Linked DNA regions of Mus musculus: region 2 is linked to region 1. Evidence: chromatin contacts called from public Hi-C data. All regions are on one chromosome and are shown on one strand. Each heading gives the region's core, a stretch centred on a gene start, on an enhancer-like site or on the middle of the called end of the contact. The rest is flanking DNA. Distances are from core to core; before and after follow the strand shown. Region 1 overlaps Ssh2 (slingshot protein phosphatase 2). Region 2 overlaps Nufip2 (nuclear fragile X mental retardation protein interacting protein 2).

Region 1 (5,130 bases), core at 1,283-3,782:
GAATTCCTTTTAGTTTCCATATGTTCCAATATTGTATATTCATTTATTATTCTCCTGACTTGTTCCTGCTCTTATATCACCATGGATGACCCTTCTTCCCTGTTGTATATTCTTCACCAGTGTTGTGGTACTCTGTACTGTGTCTCTGTCCTTCACCTACCTAAGGCATTCTCTAATTGGCTTTAATAAAAATCCAATAGTCAACAAGTTGGGTAAGAAGTGGAAGGTAGGACTTCCTGGGAGGAAGAAAGGAACTCTGGGAGGAAGAAGGCAGAAAGCCTTTACACCAGGACATGGGAGGAGACAGATATGATCACAGGCCTAGAAAGTGTAACTCATCACCTTCTGGCTGGCTGGAGCTAGGTAGTTAGTTTAACTTAGGTGATGTATTGGCTAGTTCTGTGTCAACTTGACACAGCTGGGGTTATCACAGAGAAAGGAGCTTCAGTTGAGGAAATGCCTCCATGAGATACAACTGTCAGGCATTTTCTCAATTAGTGATCAAGGGGGAAAGGCCCCTTGTGGGTGGGACCATCTCTGGGCTGGTAGTCTTGGGTTCTATAAGAGAGCAGGCTGAGCAAGCCAGGGGAGGCAAGCCAGTAAAGAACATCCCTCCATGGCCTCTGCATCGGCTCCTGCTTTCTGACCTGCTTGAGTTCCAGTCCTGACTTCCTTGGTGATGAACAGCAGTATGGAAGTGTAAGCTGAATAAACCCTTTCCTCCCCAACTTGCTTCTTGGTCATGATGTTTGTGCAGGAATAGAAACCCTGACTAAGACAGGTGAGCTAGTTGAGAGTGTACCCAGCCAAGGCCTAAGGCTTTGAAATATTAAAAGGTCTCTGTGTGGTTATTTGGGAAAAAACTGGTTAGGGAATAATTTCCACTGTAGTAATTTCCACCACTAATCAATATATACAGAATATAATAATCATTTAATCTTCACACCAGTCTTCAAAGCTTGTTTCTTGTGTGTGTGTGTGTGTGTGTGTGTGTGTGTGTGTGTTTCAAGACAGGGTTTCTCTGTGTAGCCCTGGCTGTCCTGGAACTCACTCTGTAGACCAGGCTGGCCTCGAACTCAGAAATCCGCCTGCCTCTGCCTCCCAAGTGCTGGGATTAAAGGTGTTACCACCACCACTGCCCAGCTCAAAGTTGGTTTCAAATGCCAGACATTAATGCTATTTCTTCTATCACCTGGAAATATCTGTTTCCCTCCAATTCTATCTTTACTCTAGCACCATCCAGTTCTGTTTCTAGGTTATGAGTGGGTTCTTCATTTATCTTTCACCATTAAACTGTAAGGTTTTTTTTTGTTTGTTTGATTTGTTTTGTTTTGTTTTAGTTCAAGAACCATGCCTAATCCCACCTGTCATCACAGTGCCCTAGGTACAAGATGGGACTAGAGGAAGAGGCAAAATCAAGTGGCTGTAGTGATTAACTAGTGAGATTTCTTATAGGCAAACACTTAAAACCAACTGGTTATACATTTCCAGCAAGTATGGACTATGTATTTGCAACCTGTTAGCTTTAACAAGTTTGAAGAACTTTGTTGTGTTGCTTGTTTTTTCAGGAGGTGATTTGGGCCCTAAGGCTTTCCTTTTGGCTAAGCAAACAATTTACTTGTTTTTATTTCTGTATGCATACATTCAATATCAACTCACCAATGTCTTATTTTCTAGCCAGTAAATAAGACTGATCCTTATCCTTGGATATTTCACATTGTAACTCAAGGAGAAAGTTCTATTAAAAATGTTAATTGCCTCACTTGGACCAAAGCAAAGTTGGACAGTATAGCATAGAAGCATCAGAGGAAGAAATAACTCTAGGATTGGAAAGTGTTTTAGCTAAGTTAACTTTTACGTTGGGCTTGAACTAGAAAGTTTTGTCAAGTAGTAAAAGCAGACTTATTTCAGGCAGAGGCACAAAGAACCGAAAATGTTACAGGCTATCTGATCACACTGTGTATCTCAAGATTGTGTTATTTACTGAAGGAAAAAAAAAAAAAAAAGACCTGTTTCTAGTCATGATATGGCTCAGCATTAGCACACAACTTTAATTTGTCTGGCAGGAATACAGACTTACCCTGAATCCCAAACAATGAAGATAAATTTAGTTTGTAGAAAGAAGCACCCATGTTTGAAAGTGATATCTAATTGGTGGCAAACAAAGTGATGAATCAGAGAAATATTTGACAGAATAGGATCTGCCCAACTCTCAAAGGAGAGAGGAAAGGGAAGCTACTTAAGTGTGCAGTGCAGAGAGAGAGGAAGTAGAAAGGAGGCAGTTTTACCAGGACAGTTATAAAGAGAGGTTTCAGAGAGGGAACATGGTAGACACAGGTGAAGACAGAACAAACCAGAGAATAAGGAGCCAAAAGATCAGAATATACTGCCAAAGTTTGTATTATACAAAACAGAGCAATTTAGGAGAAGCTGAGAGAAGCCAGATTGAATCAATTAATGTAAAGCCAAGTTTTGAGCCAGGAACAGCTGAGTTGACTAGCCAGCCAGAGTTCAGAAAGACCTAGAAAGGGTGAGCTTATTTAGCAGTGACAACATTCTAGGCTTAGATAAGATTCTATAGAGGCTAGAGGCTTCTAGGACTAGGCCTAGGTTAGCAGAAAAAGGCAGTAAAAATAAGAGATGACAATTACTATAGGAGAATAAAAGTTACTTTTACAAGAATAAGTGGAAACAAGTTTCACATTTGAGGAGCATTGAGTAGTTGTGCATTGCTGGAACAAAGGTAGAATTGGGGGTTAAAGCTATCAAGTAGTCTTACTGTTATGGTTCCACAATGCTAGGTATCCTACCATGACAGCTCTATAGCCAGGAAACTGGATTATCCATTAACTAGATATGGTAGATATAATTTATCAGTTTTCTCTGCCCTTGGCAATAAACTAATAATGGGGGGGGGCTAGGGGGTGTCAGGAAAAAAATCAATAGTGGCCTTTTAAGAGGAAGTGTGCACTTTGGAACTAAAGATAGTGCTGTGCTTCTGGTCTGTGGAAGCAGGAGGATGTAAAGGCACTGTGACAACTCTACTGGTTGTCACCATGGCTGGATTTAAAGGTGTCTAGAACTGGTGAAAGGCATCTGAGTGAATGTGGAGATGTGTACAGAGAGGACTAACATGTGAGAGCAAGTAGGGAGTGGGGAGATCCACTCTTAAGTGTGGACGGTCCCTCCCAAATGGCATCCCAGTTGAAAAAGGAAGAAGCCAGAGGAAAGCAGCAAATGCTTGCCCCGGCTCATTTCTATTTGAATGATTCATCTATATTTGCTGCCATCTACTGACAACAAACTCCATTGTCTTCAGTCATTCCTTATAGACCAGTGGCTCTCCAGGGAGCTCTCAGGCTTTCTGCACTAGATTGGAACTGCTAACACGTCCCATCTACTGTTTTGAGAACTTGGTCCTGTGTGCTGTGTTGCACCAGAGAATATACGTCTATGAACATGCTTTGTGTGTGTGTGTGAATTCGGTTGGTTCTGTATCTCTAGAAAACTCTGCTTAATACAGGTACCATTCCTAGTGTTTGGATTACTTGTTAAGAGAAAGCTTAGCCTATTTCCTAGGAGCAAAGAAAATGGAGGTGAAACCAGTTGCATAGATTATTAATTGGTTTGTAACAAATGAATCCCAGGAGCACTTAGCTGGGTGTTCACTCAATACTTATTATTCACTCAGTGCTGTTGTACAGCGAATACATGAAGATCCAAGCAGCTTCAGTCTCACAACTGTTGTTTTGACCTGGATGGCTGTAAAACTGAAGGTACATTGCAGTGCCTAATGTGAGCTCTAATATGGCTTGGGCCCCCTCAAAGGAGAGTAGTTTCAGGGTTGGCTTCTTGCATAGCAGCCCAGGGCTCTAAAAGGATGCTAGGCTTGGAGCTGGCAATAGTGTAATGCCACTATGTTACACTCTCTTGATGCATTAAAGGACAACCCAGATTCCAGGAGAGGAACTAGATTCCTCTTCTGGGGAAGCAGCAGCAAAGAATCTGCAGTCATCTTCAAGCACCTCTTCCAATTCTGGTGACTAGCTAGCTGAACATGTGGGCACAAGGAACAGGACAGAACACCAAGAAAGAATGTTGATACTGGCTGGAATCAGGAGCCAGACCAAAAATTCAACCTATTCATACTTTATAAAAATATAACATCTAGTAAAGTAAAAATAAGTTAAAGTATGCAACAATTGCAAATGAAGTCAAAGTCATATCTTACTCCTATTATGACAGGATTAAAAGAAAACCTAAATAAAGCTTTCTTGCCTATCAGTTGAAGCAACAGGAAATTTTTGTGAGTTACCCGCTATTTATGAAGCATTTTGTTTTTTAGATTATTTGTGAGATCCAAGTGCAGGTCCTCATGAAGGCTAGAAGAATGTGTTAATGCTCTGCAGTTAACAGATGGTTGTGAGCTGCCAGATGTGGGAGTTGAGAATCAAACTCAGGTCTTCTGCAAAAGCAGTACTTACTCCTAACTGCTGAAATCTGTTTAGCCTAAATATTTTCCTTAAATTACTACAAAATATAAACTAGTACAACGCCTATGATCCTGGGAGACAGAGACAAGAGGATCCTAATTTTTAGACTAGCCTGTGATACAATAGAGTTCCAGCCCAGCCTAAGCTACATGGAGAGAACCTGTCTAAAAGGGGGTAAGTGGAGGGAGGCTGGGGACATACCAGTGATAGAATGCTTGTCTAATATGCCCAACACTGGAACTGTAAAACCAAAACAACTAAATCAGCTGCTTCCTCAAAGACTAAAGCTTGATTCAAATTTCATTAAAACAATTGCAATTCTGAAAAATAAAATGTCCTCAGTCAACAGCTTTTGAAGAGGCATAGTCCAGCTCAGAGGAAACTGAGTTGCTGTGGGGAGCTTTCGCTGGGTGTCTTCTATCTATAATCCTTATTCTGCATATATGTATACATATACATATATATAGTATTACCTATTTATAGTGCTTACTGTGCACTTGTAATATTATCTTTTCTACTGATAATCAGTTCCTCGGGTTTTTTAATTAAAAACTGTATTATTATGGAGGGCAACATGTGTGTCTATTGAGTATTGCTAAAATTCCTTCACTGGAGGAGACTGTTTATGTCTATATAG
Region 2 (5,130 bases), core at 1,159-3,658, 390 kb before region 1:
AAGTTAGTATGCGGGGCTGGCGAGATGGCTCAGTGGGCAAGAGCACCCGACTGCTCTTCCGAAGGTCCAGAGTTCAAATCCCAGCAACCACATGGTGGCTCACAACCATCTGTAACGAGAGATCTGACTCCCTCTTCTGTAGTATCTGAAGACAGCTACAATGTACTTACATATAAAAAGTTAGTATGCTTTAGTAAAACGGAAAACCAGGAAGCCAAGTGATAGAGGGGCACTTGTTTAATTCCAATGAATAGCTTGGTCTACATAGCTCCAAGACAGCCAAGAGCTACACAAATATAAAAGATACCCTTGACTAGAAAAACCAAACCAAATGAAAAACAACAAAAACCAGGAACATAGCTCAGTTAGTAGAATGCTTTCCTCATCTGCTTGAGGTCCTGGATTCTTCCACCAAAACCCGCCCCGCCCCCCAGATGAGTATGCAAACCTTTAATTCATTATTTAATAGAAAGGAAGAGATCTGAAAATACTTAAGAACAAATTATCTCATTTATCTTAGTTTAAAGTGGTTGCTTACATTTTAAATACCATCTGAGCCAGGCCAGGCTCTGAGTTTGAGGCCAACCTGGTCTACTGATAGAATTCCAGGAGGCAGAGGCAGGCGGATTTCTGGTCTACAGAGTGAGTTCCAGGACAGCCAGGGCTACACAGAGAAACCCTGTCTCAAAAACAAAAAACAAACAAACAAAAAAAGGAATTCCAGGACAACCACAACCACAGAGAAAGAAACCCATCTCAAAAAAAGCAAAATAAGGGGGGAGGGTACAGGGAACTTTCGGGATAGCATTTGAAATGTATATAAAGAAAATATCTAATTAAAAAAAAAAAAAAAGCAAGCTGGGCGTGGTGGTGCATGCTTTTAATCCCAGCACTTGGGGGGGGGGGGGCAGAGGCAGGTGGATTTCTGAGTTCGAGGCCAGCCTGGTCTACAAAGTGAGTTCCAGGACAGCCAGGGCTATAAAGAGAAACCCTGTCTCAAAAAACCAAAAAAGAAAACAAAATAAAACCACAAAAAATTAACGTAACTTCTTAATAAGAAGATGATACAAAAATATCCTTTTTAAAACTCCAAAGACAACCTACCATGAAGACAATACTACTCCCTACAGTCACTAGCCATTTAACAACTTTGTATTTTACAATTACAGAATTCATTTTGCAGTCTCTTTCCCATTCCTGTTTGATTTGAAATGTATAAAGAAACAATTCAAGTGTTTACTAATCATCCCTAAGCCATGGCTGTATTAAAAAAAGACTTGATCCTTGATTCTAAGAAAAAAAGATTAGCAGGCGGTTTTCTGAGTTCTAGGCCAGCCTGGTCTACAAAGTGAGTTCCAGGACAGCCAGGGCTACACAGAGAAGCCCTGTCTCGGAAAACAAAACAAAACAACAACAACAAAAAAAGGAGATTAGCTATGATGCCTACAAAAAACAACCACCAGCAATGATAACCTTAAGGGTGCAATAGTGGCACACATACCTTGGCATAAGCAACAAGTCTCTAATGAGACTTAAGACCCCCTTTAAAAAAGGGAAAATCATTTCTGGTACTGGAAACCTAGACAAATACCTATGGCTAGTAAAATCATGGATCTTGGGTGAAAATATATAATCATCACTTTACAATCCAGCATAATCCTTACTCTAAATATCATTTATTCCTATATGGACAAGTAAGTGTAGCCCTCACCCCACATACACAAAACTTCTCTGCAACACACTGACTGTTAAAGAAATCCTCTCCTGGTGATGTCACAGAAGCTCTACCCATTAAGTCTCACCAACATGACTGCCTAGATATGATTTGAACAAGGAAAACAATAGACATGCTAAAGTCCAGGAGCTCCGACCCAACAATACAGGCAACTTCGGGCAACTAAGAAACACCTGGGAGCTGAGAAAGTCTTTCCCAGAAAAGATCACACCAACTGATTATCCAATACCAAATGATCGGCCCTGAAAACATACACATACAAGTAACACCACTATACAAACAAACTGAACAGGTTATTTATGTAATTAGGAATTTGAAAGCAATCAAAGACAACATGTAGATTGTATACCCATTACCTGTCCTACTTGTTCAATCTTGGTTATGGGAGGATAAAAGTGAATGCTAACTCTTTTTATTTCCAAACACCATTCAATACAGTCTAGATGTTTCTCTAACACTGAATATTATCCTAAAATATGAAATGTTTTAGTTCTTAGGGTATCCCTTTCTTTACCACATAAGCACAGGCAAAACGGCTAAAGGTAAAAACATTTATATTGATTTACTCAAAATACTTGTATTTGGAAGGGACAGGAAGGCACTGGGAAGGGCTGGCTGTACTGGTGGTCATGCCCAAGGCTTTATGTCTGTTAACCGTGAGCTCTATGACTAAGCATAAAACTCTTAGCTTCTACAGGCATGGTAGCACACGCCTCTAACCCCAGCACTTGGATCTATTTAAGCTTAAGGCCAGCCAGGTCTACACAGAGAAAACCTGTCTAAAAAAGAAAAAAACTAAACTATTTTAAAAGGAAGAGTTTCCATGTTCCCTGAAAAACTGTAGCCCATTATAGCCTTAAATTTAAAGCTTCAGCCTTCACAGAGATGAGTACAAGTCACTCTTTAGCAGTCCTGGGATGGCAATTACTTTCTTTACTTTTTACAAGTTGTTAATTTAATACAAAAAAATAAAGCCTGTTGCCAGGCAGTGGTGGCACACATCTTTAATCCCAGCACTTGGGAGGCAGAGGCAGGCGGATTTCTGAGTTTGAGGCCAGCCTGGTCTACAAAGTGAGTTCCAGGACAGCCAGGGCTATACAAAGAAACCATGTCTCAAAAAACCAAAAAAAATAAATAATAAAAAATAAAGCCTGTTAATGAATAGAATAGGTCATGATTCCAAATTAGTCTCACTAAAACAAATGTCATAATTAGTATTAACATTTTAAGTAGCAAACCATTCTTACCTTGCTTCTGCAAATTCCATATAGATTCCATTTCTGTAAGAGAGGAAAAATTATTAATGAATGCTGAATAAAAAATGCTTTTTATCCCTTATAATAATGCTATAGTTTTATCTCTTACATCTGAAAAACCTAGACTGATTACTGCTGGGATAAAGGTAAGGTTGACTGATAATAGTATAGCTTTATGCAACACAAGGCACTAAAATTTTGAAATATGTTATGTAAATGCTAATTATGAAAAATCAATCATTAGGCTGGCAGGATTGCTTCCTATCAACCCTAATGTCAAGTTATAATCTCTAAGACCTATGTGGTAGAAGAATGCTGGTTGTTCATTGACCTCTACACACAGTTAAGATATATATGCATATGTACATGTGTGTGTGTCTACATACAAAATAAAAGCTAATTGTTATATGAAATTGATAAGATTCTGTATTCACAAATAGCAAAGATATGCAAAGCCTGCATATAGTAAACATTTTTTACCTATTACCCCAGTACACAAAGCTTTACAGCAGACATCTAAATGATTAAGAACATAAATAGCTTTTAATACTTATAATACAAAACCCAAAGAATTAGTCCCTGAAAATAGAAATGAAAACTATTCGGGGGTGGGGAAGAATGAACTTTGTAGACCATAATAGCCTTGAACTTGGACATCCACCAGTGTCGATCTTCTGACAGAGGCAAAAATAAAAGCTAATAAACACCCCCCCAAAAAATGCTAAATTTCTTTTTAACGAAATTTTATCTTTAAGTTTGATATTGAGGTAGGGTTTCACTATGTAACCCTGAGTGGCCTCTAAGCTGACATATTCAAACTGGTCCTGAACTTGAGAGCCTTTTTAAAAAATTATTCAGAGCCTGGCACACGCCTTTGATCCCAGCACTTGTGAGGCAGAGGCAGGCGGATTTCTGAGTTTGAGGCCAGCCTGGTCTACAGAGCGAGTTCCAGGACAGCCAGGACTACACAGAGAAACCCTGTCTCGAAAAACAAACAAACAAAAAAAAATTATTCAGCTGGGCAGTGGTGGCTCACACCTTTAATCCCAGCACCTGGAAGGCAGAGGCAGGTGGATTTCTGAGTTTGAGGCCAGCTTCTACATAGTGAGTTCCATGATAGCTAGGGCTACAAAGAGAAACACTGTCTCAAAAAAACCAAAAGAAAAAGAAAAAAAAGTATTTATTTTATATACATGAGTACACTGTAGCTATCTTTAGACACAGCAGAAGAGGGCATCAGATCTCTTTACAGAGCTGGGCAGTGGTGACACACACCTTTACACTCGGGAGGCAGAGGCAGAGGCAGGCGGATTTCTGAGTTTGAGGCCAGCCTGATCTACAGAGTGAGTTCCAGGACAGCCAGGGCTACATAGAGAAACTGCATCGGGGTGGGAGTGGTGGAGGTGGAGGTGGGGGGAGATCTCATACAGATGGTCGTGAGCCACCATGTGGTTGCTGGAATTTGAACTCTCAAAGAGCAGTCAGTGTTCTTAACCATCTCTCCAGAACCTAGGTTTTGCTTCCTGAGTGTTGGTAATAAAGCCATGTTTATCTGTAGACAGGGTTTACCTCTAAAGCCCAGGATGTCCTGAACCATTATTAAGTTCACACTGCCTCTGAGCTTAAGACAACTCTCTCAGTCTCCCTAAAGCTGACACTACAAATTTAAGCTGTACCAGTATTCCTTGTCAATTTTACAAACCAACAACTATAACCTTTTCTCCTCATACCCAATTTTCAAAGTCTGCAGAGAAGGTTATTATCAGTTCCCTTATGCATTTCCCCAATCTACAAAGGTTATTTTCACATGTTTATTTTAAATAGCTTAACCATTCACTTAATAAACACAAGAAGACCTTTCTATTATTTCTCTACCTAGGATATTCTTTTAGTGTTTGTGGAGTTTTGTTTTGTTTTTGTTTTTCCTTTTTCTGAGATGGGGTTTCTTTGTATAGCCCAGACTGTTCTAACTCTGTAGAACAGGAAGGCTTCAATCAAGAGATGTATCATCTATCTCTGCCTCCCATGTGCTGGCATTAAAGGTTTGTTGTACCACTGAACTTTCTGGGATATTCTATCTTCTTTCTACTTAGTTACCAGAAAAATAAACCCTACTACCTACAAATTAGTGCCATATTA

Evidence for each region. A called contact is a pair of places that touch in the nucleus more often than the background predicts.
Region 2: a contact with region 1 is called in a Hi-C map of the HPC-7 cell line, with 2.4 times the contacts expected there. The contact joins two enhancer-like sites. A contact is called at or near these places in 1 of 484 Hi-C or Micro-C datasets (the HPC-7 cell line) and 1 of 9 other capture datasets (adipose tissue).

Annotation. Positions count from the first base shown.
Region 1 is chr11:77,316,038-77,321,167 of GRCm38.p6, reverse strand. The region is part of intron 1 of Ssh2 (slingshot protein phosphatase 2); the gene reads right to left. Among named protein-coding and RNA genes, the nearest start is that of Gm24989, 74 kb to the right of the region's middle. Within about 2 kb of position 2,532, at least 28 of the 459 cell types and tissues checked have an H3K27ac peak or open chromatin away from gene starts, as enhancers often do. A contact at or near this core is called in the HPC-7 cell line, where this site is marked.
Region 2 is chr11:77,703,394-77,708,523 of GRCm38.p6, reverse strand. Nufip2 (nuclear fragile X mental retardation protein interacting protein 2) reads right to left here. Exons shown (of 4, transcript NM_001024205.2): 3 at 2,983-3,015. Among named protein-coding and RNA genes, the nearest start is that of Cryba1, 19 kb to the left of the region's middle. Within about 2 kb of position 2,408, at least 5 of the 459 cell types and tissues checked have an H3K27ac peak or open chromatin away from gene starts, as enhancers often do. A contact at or near this core is called in the HPC-7 cell line, where this site is marked.